3 separate regions of the Gossypium arboreum genome follow, and all the other regions are linked to region 3. The links are chromatin contacts, called in public Hi-C maps. All regions are on one chromosome and are shown on one strand. The core of a region is the stretch at or near the end of the contact, and the rest is flanking DNA. Distances in the headings are between cores, read along the strand shown. Region 1 holds the start of LOC108469059. Region 2 holds the start of LOC108467758 (protein HOTHEAD-like). Region 3 holds the start of LOC108467620 (phospholipase D gamma 1-like).

Region 1 (4,059 bases), core at 1,111-3,610, 150 kb before region 3:
TGGAATGTAGGATCCACTTACACCTCAGAAGTGAACTTCCATTAATCCACAAATTCACAATACCTCTTTTTGTTTTATAGCTTGCCCTTTTTTTCTAGCCTCTATTTTCATTTGTACTTTCTACAGCATAGGCAACTGAGTAGCTCCATGGTTCAGTTTTTTCTTTTACATTTAGAAACTATTTCTGCAGATAAATTGTATTTTGGTCAATATCTGCTAAGATTGAAATAAAGAAATCAAAAGATTTGCTATTGTGGGTTTTTTTACTAAAGTAAATTTAAAAAAAAATTATTTACTAAAATAGGTTGTTAGCCCGATTATTTACTAAAATGGGGTGTTTTTTTCATTCGCGCCTATCTGACAGGCACGAATGATTATTTTATATTAATTTTTTTTTGTTTTGTTTTTTAAAATAAAATATTATTTTTTTATTTTCAAAACAGTAATTGCGCCTACCTGAGAGGCACGATTAATCGAGCCTTTCTCTGAGGCGCAAATGGTGGGGCCCACATTTTTCATGTGTTATTAAAATGCATATTTTATCCGGATAAAGTATGTATTAGCAGATTCACTAATATGATATATATATATATATATATATATATATATATATATATATATTTACACATATATCACATTACAAAAACAAAAATTTAAATACTTATACCTAATAAAACGTGTATCTCATTACAATAATATTTATTTTCCAAATAACATATTATTTTATAATTTCATTTCTTATTTAATATTTTAATTTAATTTTAATAATGCATACTTTACGGATGAAGTATATATTAGCAGATTCACTAATATGATTATGTATATATATATAATATATATATACGCATGTATCTCATTACAATAATAGTCATTTTCAAATAACATATTGTTTTATAGTTTTATTTCTTATTTAATATTTTAATTTAATTTTAATAATGCCTACTTTACCGGATGAAGTATGTATTAGCAGATTCACTAATATGATTATATATATATATATATATATATATATACACACGCATGTATCACATTACAAAGACAAAATTTTAAATACTTATACCTAATAAAACCGAGTATTAAAATAACTTTATAATATTACCAACTTTCATCGACTATATAATCCACAAGTTTGCCTTAAATATTACCAATTTGCTAATACATGCTTCATCTGGATAAAGTATGCATTTTAATAACACATGAAATATGTGGACATTAACATTTAAGGCAAACTTGTGGATTATATAGTCGATGAAAGTTGGTAATATTATAAAGTTGCTTTTAATACTGGTTTTATTAGGTATAAGTATTTAAATTTTATTTTGTAATGTGATACATATGTAATATATATATATATATATATATATATATATATATAATATCATATTAGTGAATCTGCTAATACATACTTCATCCGTAAAGTATGCATTATTAAAATTAAATTAAAATATTAAATAAGAAATAAAATTATAAAACAATATGTTATTTGGAAAATAACTATTATTATAATGAAATACATGTTTTATTACGTAGAAGTATTTAAATTTTTATTTTATAATGTGATACATGCGTAAAAATATATATATATATATATATATATATAATCATATTAGTGAATCTGCTATTACATACTTCATCCGGATAAAATATGTATTTTAATAACACATGAAAATGTGGGCCCCATCATTCTTAAATAGGCTCGATTACTGTTCCGAAAATAAAAAATAATATTTTATTTAAAAAACAAAAAAAATATTTTTTTAATATAAAATAATCATTCGCGCCTGTCCGATAGGTGCGAATGAAAAAAACACCCTATTTTAATAAATAATCGGGCTGACAACTTATTTTGGTAAATAATTTTTTTTTTAATTTATTTTAGTAAAAAACCTTGCTATTGTAATTCATGTCTTCGGCCTGAGCTATAAACCTAGATTAACCAAGCATGACACCATGTGTGCTTGTGCACCTAATGAGAGAGGTAAAAAGAAATGGAATGGGATGTCATATGGATAGCTAGCATGAGACCCACAAATTTATTAAGAGTGGGAAACATGTTAAAAACACAACATGAGTAGTAAGCCCCCTAAAGAAGGAAATATACCCTCATTTCAATCACACAGCACGCCACCTTTTCCTTTTACAAATTGCTTTTTTGATATGAGGGGTCATCATCATCAACCCACCCCCCAAATCATTTCTCCCAATCTCGTCAAAAGTTTTCTTCCCATGCCACAAACCCAAAAAGGCAAATTTATTAATGTATATTCCAAAATCACTATGTCGCCAGTCTAAAAGCAAATTACGTAGCGGTGGCTGTTGCTTGTTATAAACTCAAAAACCCTACTAAAATCATATAATATTCAGTAATTTTCTCTGTGGATCGTATATGGGTTGATAGCAAACAACAAGGGAAAATCCCATGCCCCCACATCATCTACAAGAGTCAATGCTGCAATGTTACAGCTATGTCACTTAGATTCTACCTTGGACACCCCTATATTGCAAAAAAGCAAACAAACAACAACTTTCTTTTCCCTTCAATTCAAAGCCTTTATCATCTATAAACTTCCCAAAACACTACAAACATTTCCTCTTTGCAACATCAGAACTTGTCACATCTAGAAGAGATCCTAAGATCCCTCTCATGGGCGTCGATCTTTTCTCTTTCATATTCATAATATTTTCATGGGCATCATTGCTCTCAATGAAAGCTGAAGCTGAAGCTGAAGGGATTAAATCTGCTCGCCTTCTTGATCTTCTCATTAGGGACTACACTGTGAAGTCTCTTGACAGGGACTTGAGAACAGGTATTGTTCACACTGTAACTTTACCTGCAAATTTCTCTGGCATCAAAGTGGATACAGTAAGGTTCAGATGTGGAAGTCTTCACAGATATGGTGCTCAGGTTAAGGAATTTCATCTGGGAAGTGGTGTGATTGTGCAGCCTTGTGCAGAGAGAGTGATGGTAGTAAGACAAAACTTGGGTTATAATTGGTCATCCATCTATTATGCTAACTATGATCTATCAGGTTACCAGCTGGTGTCACCTATACTAGGCCTCCTCGCTTATAATGCTGACAGTGATCTGAGTTATGGTAGCCCTTTTGAGCTTGGGATTCTAGCCAGGGAAAAACCAATTAAAATAAATTTCAGCAACATTACAAAGGCATCCAACAAGACAGGAAACTGGCCATTATGCGCTAGTTTTGAAGGAAATGGCAAAGTAACATTGAAGAAGCAAGTATCACCCAATGTTTGTGTTGCAACCAAGCATGGCCATTTCGGTTTGGTAATGGAATCACCACCACCATCGTTGCCAGTGAGGAAGAAGATCAGCAGATGGAAACTGGTGGTGGGAAGCTCGGTGGGAGCTGCTTTGGGTGCTTTCCTCTTAGGGTTGCTTTTAGTGGCAATGTTTGTTAAAGTGAAGAAGAAAGCAAGAATGGAGGAATTGGTGAGAAGAGCGTATGAAGAGGAAGCTCTTCAAGTTTCCATGGTTGGACATATAAGGGCTCGAACAACACCTACAATCTAACATGATCTTTGAGTATGTACGATCATTCTTTTGGAAAGGTTAGCTCTATTTGTACCTGAAATAGAAAAACAAAATCCAACCAAATATTCTTATGTTCAATATCCAGAAACAGAACAACTCTGTTTTTCAAAGGATATGTTGGTTCACTTCATTATTCAGTCAGTGTCTAGGAAAATGACAACCCTGTCCAGGATATGTTCTTTTTCTTACATCTCTTACTAAGGGATTCAGCATTCTATATCTTGTTTATTTGAAATTTCGGATTTCAAATAGCATAAAGGGGAAGGGTTTTTCTTTTCTTTTTGGTGTACAATACAATACATTAGTCAAAAAGCCATGACCATGAGCTTTAAGTATTTTCTGAAAATGCTTGTAACTTTCACTGACAATAAAAGGTCAAAAGAAACCCAAAGTGCCCCATTAACCCGTCATCCATCCCCACTCCCATCAACATGCTTGAGATCAGATCAACAAAACATGAAAAAAGTTTGCATGTAAAACATTGGATACTGCTTCTTTCTTTT
Region 2 (4,032 bases), core at 447-2,946, 170 kb after region 3:
AAAATATTTTAAAATTTTAAAATTTTAAAAATTATTTTTATAATTTATAATTTTAAAAATAATTAATTGCTAATGTGACATACCATGTCAATAAAGTTAACATTTTGTATTCAATTTGGAGTGATTTGACAAAAAATAAGTTTAATGACTAAAAGAGACGAATAATTAAATGGAAGGCTAAAATGACTTTTTTTGTAAAATTGAAGGGCCAAAAAAATCATTATACCCAATAAGTACTTTGGGAAAAAAGGACTAATTGTTGAAGTTTACAATCTAAAAGTCCAATTTTGTTACTAGTCTTTGTACTTTAATTTAGTCAAATTTAATTTTCTTACTTTTTCATATTTTTAAAATTTTGATCAAACAGTAACAATTAATTAATTAGATCAAATAGATAAGTATCTTAGGGTTTTATTTTCTATATTTTTCTTATTTTGAAATTTTAACCTTAACTCAAGTTATAGTTGTTGAATCCATAAATTAAAATGACTGATTTTTGTGAACATTATACAAAAACAATAAAATGTATTGTTTTAAGGTATATTAAGATTCAATCTCTGGTTGATATTGCACATATAAAAATATGTTTAACACATAAGATTTTAAAAATAATAGAATTTAACTGTTATCGTTTGAGGTTACAATTAAAATTTTAAAATTTAAAAAGTATAAGAATAAAATATTCAAATTAATATCGTGAACTATATTCACAACTTACGCATAGTACAACAACGAATGAAATTATAAATGTCTATGTTAATCAAACTGATATATGAAAATACAAAATTGTGATTAATACATAGAAAATTGATGAAAATAAGTACTGCATACAGATATATATATATATATATATATATATATATGATATATTTAAAAACAAAGTTATCTGACGAATTTTCTAAATAAAAAATAATAATAATAAAAATTTAACTGCTTCCTTTGTATTAACTGTACTGGTCGATACTTAAGTTGGCGTATGTTTATGCATTAAAAATGCATTACATAGTATTATATTAGTCTTAAAAGTAAAGAATTCATCCTATATCATGTTGATTATAATTATGGATATAATGAATGTTTAATGAATTGCGATAGACATCCATGAAATGAAAATCTAAATCAGAACTGTATCTTTATTCTTTAGAGCATTCATTAACAACAGATTTTAATTTTTTCTTCAAAGAGTATTTTGATTCCTCTTAATCTGTGTTTATGGATCGACCAAACTAAAAAAAAAAAAAAAAAACCTTCTAATATGGTTATTACAATATATATGTCTATTATCTATATAAGGCAAAAGAAATATATGAAAATTTGAAGCAACACCTGTTTCGGTGGCAGCAAAGCCATGAAAGAAGAGAAATCCAGCTAAGGCACCTGCAAAAAGCCTCCACCACCACCCAAGATTCATTGTCCCTATACCACAAACTGCAATAGGCAAGGCAACACTTTATATCATATATGTATATATGAACTGATGAGGGTAGCGCTCAATGTATACCAACAAAACCCAAACCTGGTTTTGTCATCTGTTTATATATATACCTGAGAAAAAGAGAAGGCTAGGAAATGAAACTCAAGTGTAGGTAGGGATACTCCTCCAAATGTAAATAAATACTGTGGCCTCGCCTACCTGCATTTTTTGCTAATATATAGTGCTGATTGACATTGCAAACAAACCGACAAGTGGGGGCAGAGGGGGCAGTTGAGCCTGGTTTAATGCACCTAATATTAGCTTACACCTTCATATCTCCATGTTCCAGAGGTTTTAGCCCCACAAAAAGTAGTTAAGTTTAGAAAACTAATTCCACACTTTTTCCTTTTTTACTTGTATTAGCGCTATTACTTGCTTTCTTCTTCTGCTCTTTTTAAATAATTATTTTTTACGTTTTTAAATTAAAAGCTGCTGGGAGAGATGAGGTGTAATATGGTAAAATAATATCTTAAGTTGTATATTTAATTAATGTGATGCCACATAATGGGTCAAATTTCATTTATGTTAATAACACACTTCAGTATATTAAGTAACAGATAACTAGGCTTTTGCATGTACACAGGCAAATATTAGATAAGCATCCTGTCCCATAAACATAATGGGACTATGATTATGTAAATCTTTAAGAAAATAATGTAAGATTCAAGCGTCTAAACTAAAGAAAATAATGAGATTAGCTGAAACAGGTTACTTAATAACACTATCACATGTAGTTATGGAAAATACAAAACGAAATGGGGTCGAACTTTACAAGCTTTTCGTTGCTGCTTCCACTGGATCTTTTCTGTCTCATGTTAAAAAGAAAGGCAAACAAGTTCCAGTAGAAGGAGCAAAAAGAAGCTGAGGAAAGCGGCGACCCTATTCTATTAGGCTGGGAAATACACTTTTAAAAATTAAAAAAAAAAAAAGAAAAGAAAAGAAAAAAAAAGTCAACAAAAGGATATGAAATACTGTTCAAACTACTCCTCTTGTGCTCAGTAGTCTCTGTAGAAATGTACAGTTTTAGGAAGGTATGGATCTTGCTATATTTACATGCACAAGTGAGCGCTTGTGGAGTTTGGTTTACAAACTACCATGTTGTAACCATTTTGACTTGTAGGATTGTGCCCTACGAGGTGCAATGATCTCGAGTGCACCGACAACACATTTCCGATATGAGAAATCTACAGTTGTCTCATCTGTTCTAACCAAAAAGAAACAACGACTGTCTGCATGATCGGGATGATGCCCTACCTGCAAAAGATATGGAAATGAAGCATTAGAACAACTTTTGTTTCCTTTTTTTCATTGTCTCATTTTTTGCTTTCTTTTTCCTATTTTTCCAGTATCACGTACCTTTATTTCCTTAGCTCCAGATCCGATCTTCTCAACCCTATGAGGGTGAAAGTACAAGGCCATCATCAAGGTATCCCAGTCAGCTTCACTTACCCGGTGATCAATAGGATATCTGCAGTCGGCACAACCGTGAGTTCAGAGAATATTAGGAATTTGGGACAGATATCAAAAGCTATTAGAATATAAGGGCACCAAAGCCCATGTACAATACCAACAATGGAGGAAAAACTTGAGCACTATAAACATAGAACATAACCAACAATTGGAGGAAAGCTTACTTGCGCAAAATATTCTTTAAATTACGCTCAAGCCTCTGAACGTCATTCAAGGTTAGACGTCCTCTCAAGAGTGACCTTGTTTTCGTTTCAATCTTCTTCCACTCATCAAAGACAGAGTCACGAAGAGCTCCCTTGAATGAAGAACTATGTTTCTCAGATGTAGAGTTAAAAACTTTAGGTATTTCAAACTCTATATCCTGCTTCTTGGAATTAATAGAATCTCCTAGCAGCTTATACACATCAACCGGTTCTGCAAGCTCTTCATCCTGAAAAATAGTAATGGGATGGATGGATATAATGACCGTTACTAGCCAAAAATCTCTTCTTTTTTTTTAAGAAGGAAACTAAAGGAAGAACCAGTAGACTACTAAGGAATTCGGATCTAAACCTCAAGAGTATAAAATAACAATGATTAAAAAAAAATGTAAATCTTGATTAATTTGAAGCACTATTAAACTTATATACAGCTCCATCTCAAATACAGCTAAGAAAGTAGCGTAGATCATTTTTATACCTTGACCAGATGGAGAACAAGTGGATCTGTACTATAAGCATCAAAATGTACCTCATGCACAGGATAGTCCTAACCTTGAGATACGAAATTGAACTCTTTGACTCAGAAATTTCCAAGTCAGTGATACGACAATAGGATCTTTCACAAGTGTTACTCTCTTAGTTGAGAAACATTTACCATCAAGATGCATTCTCTTCTATAAGTATTTCGCTTGAGTTTCTTTATTGCAGCTCAAAAACCAACTACATTCTGCAGAGAACCTATTTCCACTATCCTATTCAGCATCAGTTGATAACAAGCCCAAATCCGTAACTCCATATCACTTCCGGAATGCATTATTCATAAAATAACTTTGATGGTATCTTATGTCTCACCCATTCTTTGCCTCTCTCTTCTTTTGAACCAAAAAA
Region 3 (3,537 bases), core at 868-3,367:
TGTAGAATCAAAACGTTCTTCCACAAATGTATAATATTTTCTTTCACACTTTCTGTTTGTGAAATTGTAATCTTAATGTTGTTGACAATAGTCATTTGCAAAAGCATAAGACACAATCTGTTTGATCGTTCTCATTGTTTATGGTACAATTTCTCTTCCTTACTGTTTAAGTTGACAACAACGACAACAACAAGTTTATCTTCTATTAGTGACAAAGTCAAGATTTAAAACACCTAAATGAAACTTAACTTGATCTATTCTTTGAAAGAAGTTTAACCCATTAATTAAGGTGACAATAAGACATGCAAGTGAGGATAAATAGCTATAAAATAATACATAAATATAAAATAATATATAATTTCTCAAAATATTGAATTTACTTTATAAATTTGGAAAAATAAACAATCAAGTATATCCTAATTCTTATTTGGGTAGATATTACAATATATGCTATCATAAATAAATGCTGCTAATCTTAAATGCACAAATAAATAATTTTATCAAAATAAACGTTGTCTTTAGATATATCCAACAACAAAAAAATTAATTTGTCAATATAATTTTGTTATTTAATGAATAAATAATTTATCTTTAAGTAAACTTTAAAATTCTAATGTAGTGAAAGTTAATTTATCTATTTTTCTATTTTAAACATTTAATTAATTATATGAATATTGATAATTATATATATAACTTAATAGACATATACAAAACCTTTTAATTTAACCACTATAATAATTAACAAATTTTATATATCACATGAAATTAAAATATTCAATTCAAGAAAAATAAAATCTTACCATGGGAAATTAAAATGTTAGTCACGAGAGACAAAGGGTTCATTCTCTTGCTAGGCTGATCGATGTTCACCCGTTCATTGCCAGAAGGAAAGTAGAAGTGTTCATGTTAGCAATTGTCGGCAGGGAAAATAAAGGTGGAATGATAAAGGTGAGAAAGAGTTGGATTTGTGGGGATTTGCATGGGAAATGCATGAGAGAGAAGAAACATTAAAGATAATTGAAGATGAAAGGATATTGCATTCCTGTATTAACTCGGACCAAGCGACCCGAGTGACTGAAATCGGACTGCTGTGCTCTTTATGTGAGAAAAAGGGTAAACATTTTATGGAAGAAGTGGTGCAGAAAGTCCAAGTTCGACATACAGGCTGCCAATGAGTCCACCAATATAATTTGTTCAGTAAACAGTTCTTCATATAGTAGTCCATCTGGGCCACTTCCTTTTTGTGTAAAGTCGTAGTGGGCTGGCTGCTTGACTAGTAGATGATCATGGGGTCCGTTTGGTCTTTTCATAGCCCAAAGACCCACCTAAAAAAAAAGGCAAAATGCAAGAGTGGATGATCTCATACATCCTTTTTTGAGATTGAAAGAAAATTGTAATTGCATATCACTGTGAGCCTTGAACCCGATCGTTACGTAATAATTAACTTTGGATGATAACATCTACAAATCAGGGACGAAGCCAGAAAAAAATTTTTAGGGGCCGAAAGAAATTTTAATTTTTTATAGTCTATATATTTATAATTTTTAAAAAATTAAATTAAATTTTTATAATTTTAGGGGGCCAAAGTCCCCACCCCCAGTTTCGCCCCTGCTACAAATCCACGATTGAATCTTACTTTGCCATATGCAACTTAGATTTATTTATAAGAAGAAGAATAAAAAAGAACTTATTTTTAATGTGTTTTAAGTTTAAAAGATGATTCTTTTTTCTAGTTGAACAGTTTTGACATGTTCTTTCTTTTTTATATGCTTCATGATGATTAGTCATGACATCGACTCCGCCTTGCAATCACGAATTATTGGGTGGCGGCGGCTTCGATTATTGTTTCCTTTTTTTTTTATACAAAACCAAACCCCTACCATTACCATTAATGGGTTAGGGCGTTAGGCTGATACTGGATGGGGTATCCTTTCTATCTTTTCCACTTCAATATTTTGTAATAAAGAAACAAATGTCGTTGTCGCTTGTCGTGGCTGCCGATGTTCAAGGTTGACGAAAGACCGGCATCGTGTTGAGTATTTAAACCCACCCGACCCCACAATGTGAATAAGAAACTACTACAAGTAATTAATGGAAGTCAGCCAGACACGAAATGGAACTTTCTAAGCAAAAAAATCGTTTACCTTAACATTTGTCTCTCTTATTTCATTGGCTCTTGCCCTGATAGCAACTTTACATGTAATGGAATCTCCATCTCTCATCTCTCTAGTCTTTGTAAAATATGTTTTTCCCCTGGCCTTCTTAAATATTCTTTTCCAGGAAAATACTAATGGGATCCCTTTAGACTAATTTTTTTTTGGGTAGTTCTAGATTTTCTTCATTTTCGTTCAACTCAAATCAATAATGCCGTTCAATTTCTTTATTGTTTATTATATTGTCGTACTTATCAACCATATCCTGCCTATTCAAAGCATATCTATGCCTCCCACTTTCTTTTACCATTTCAAATTCTTGTCTTTCTCTTTCATATTATATACCCTCAAATCTCCTTGAAAACCCAGAGTTTGTTTTTCATTTACATCCAGTTTGTTCAATCCAATAAAGATCACTTTTTTTGATCATTTCTAAACAGCTGCCATAGATTTATTGGAGTACCAGTTTTGGATATTGGTCAGATTTCATTAATATTCATTCAGTTAATGGCTAATACAGTTTTCCACGAAACTCTGTCCTTCGGAGGGTCGAGCCATGGTCAGGGCCAACAAATTCTGCCATTTAAGACCGGTAAAGAGTCCTTGAAAGTTTTGCTCTTACATGGCAACTTAGATATTTGGGTCAAGGAAGCTAAAAACCTTCCTAACATGGATATGTTCCACAAGAAGTTAGGTGATGTGTTTGGAAAGTTTAGCTTGAAGGTTGGCAACAAAGTGGAAAGCCATATGCCTAAGATAACCAGTGATCCTTATGTTACAATTTCCGTAGCTGGTGCTGTAATTGGGAGGACTTTTGTTATTAGTAATTCCGAGAACCCTGTTTGGATGCAACATTTTAACGTTCCTGTTTCACATTATGCCTCTGAAATCCTCTTTGCTGTTAAAGACAGTGATGTGGTAGGCTCACAGATCATGGGAGCTGTTGGTATTCCGATTGAACAGCTATTCTCAGGCACAAAAGTTGAAGGAACATTCCCTATCCTTAGTGCCAATGGGAAGCCTTGTAAGGCTGGTGCTGTTTTGACTTTATCAATTCAGTACATTCCAATCCAGCAAGTGGCGATTTACCATAAGGGATTAGGTTCAGGTCCTGAGTATCATGGGGTCCCTGGTACATACTTCCCTCTTAGACAAGGTTGCAAACTTACTCTATATCAAGATGCTCATATCCACGATGGTTTCCTTCCCAATTTGAAGATTGATGGCAATGTTCAATACGAGCATGGGACCTGCTGGCAGGACATTTGTAATGCTATAGGTCAGGCTCGTCGTTTGATATACATTGCAGGGTGGTCTGTGTATCATAATGTTAGACTTGTTCGTGAAACTGATAAGGCATCAAAAACCACATTGGGAGATCTTC

Evidence for each region. Hi-C and Micro-C count contacts between places; a contact is called where the count stands out from the background.
Region 1: a Hi-C map of leaf shows a contact between it and region 3, with 2.9 times the contacts expected there. The contact joins the promoter of LOC108469059 here to the promoter of LOC108467620 in region 3. A contact is called at or near these places in 2 of 5 Hi-C or Micro-C datasets (both in leaf).
Region 2: a Hi-C map of leaf shows a contact between it and region 3, with 2.1 times the contacts expected there. The contact joins the promoter of LOC108467758 here to the promoter of LOC108467620 in region 3. A contact is called at or near these places in 2 of 5 Hi-C or Micro-C datasets (both in leaf).

Annotation. Positions count from the first base shown.
Region 1 is chr8:10,659,944-10,664,002 of ASM2569848v2, reverse strand. It overlaps LOC108469059, which reads left to right and starts at 2,360. Exons shown (of 1, transcript XM_053018239.1): 1 at 2,360-4,059. The coding sequence starts at 2,645. The coding sequence ends at 3,535. It overlaps LOC108469394 (expansin-A7-like), which reads left to right. Exons shown (of 3, transcript XM_017770283.2): 3 at 1-45. The coding sequence ends at 45.
Region 2 is chr8:10,340,032-10,344,063 of ASM2569848v2, reverse strand. LOC108467758 (protein HOTHEAD-like) reads right to left here and starts at 1,696. Exons shown (of 6, transcript XM_017768512.2): 1 at 1,546-1,696; 2 at 1,327-1,428. The coding sequence starts at 1,411. LOC108470020 (DNA-directed RNA polymerase IV subunit 1-like) reads right to left here. Exons shown (of 19, transcript XM_017771199.2): 17 at 3,109-3,374; 18 at 2,831-2,942; 19 at 2,169-2,728. The coding sequence ends at 2,558.
Region 3 is chr8:10,512,013-10,515,549 of ASM2569848v2, reverse strand. It overlaps LOC108467620 (phospholipase D gamma 1-like), which reads left to right and starts at 2,117. Exons shown (of 10, transcript XM_017768330.2): 1 at 2,117-3,537. The coding sequence starts at 2,661.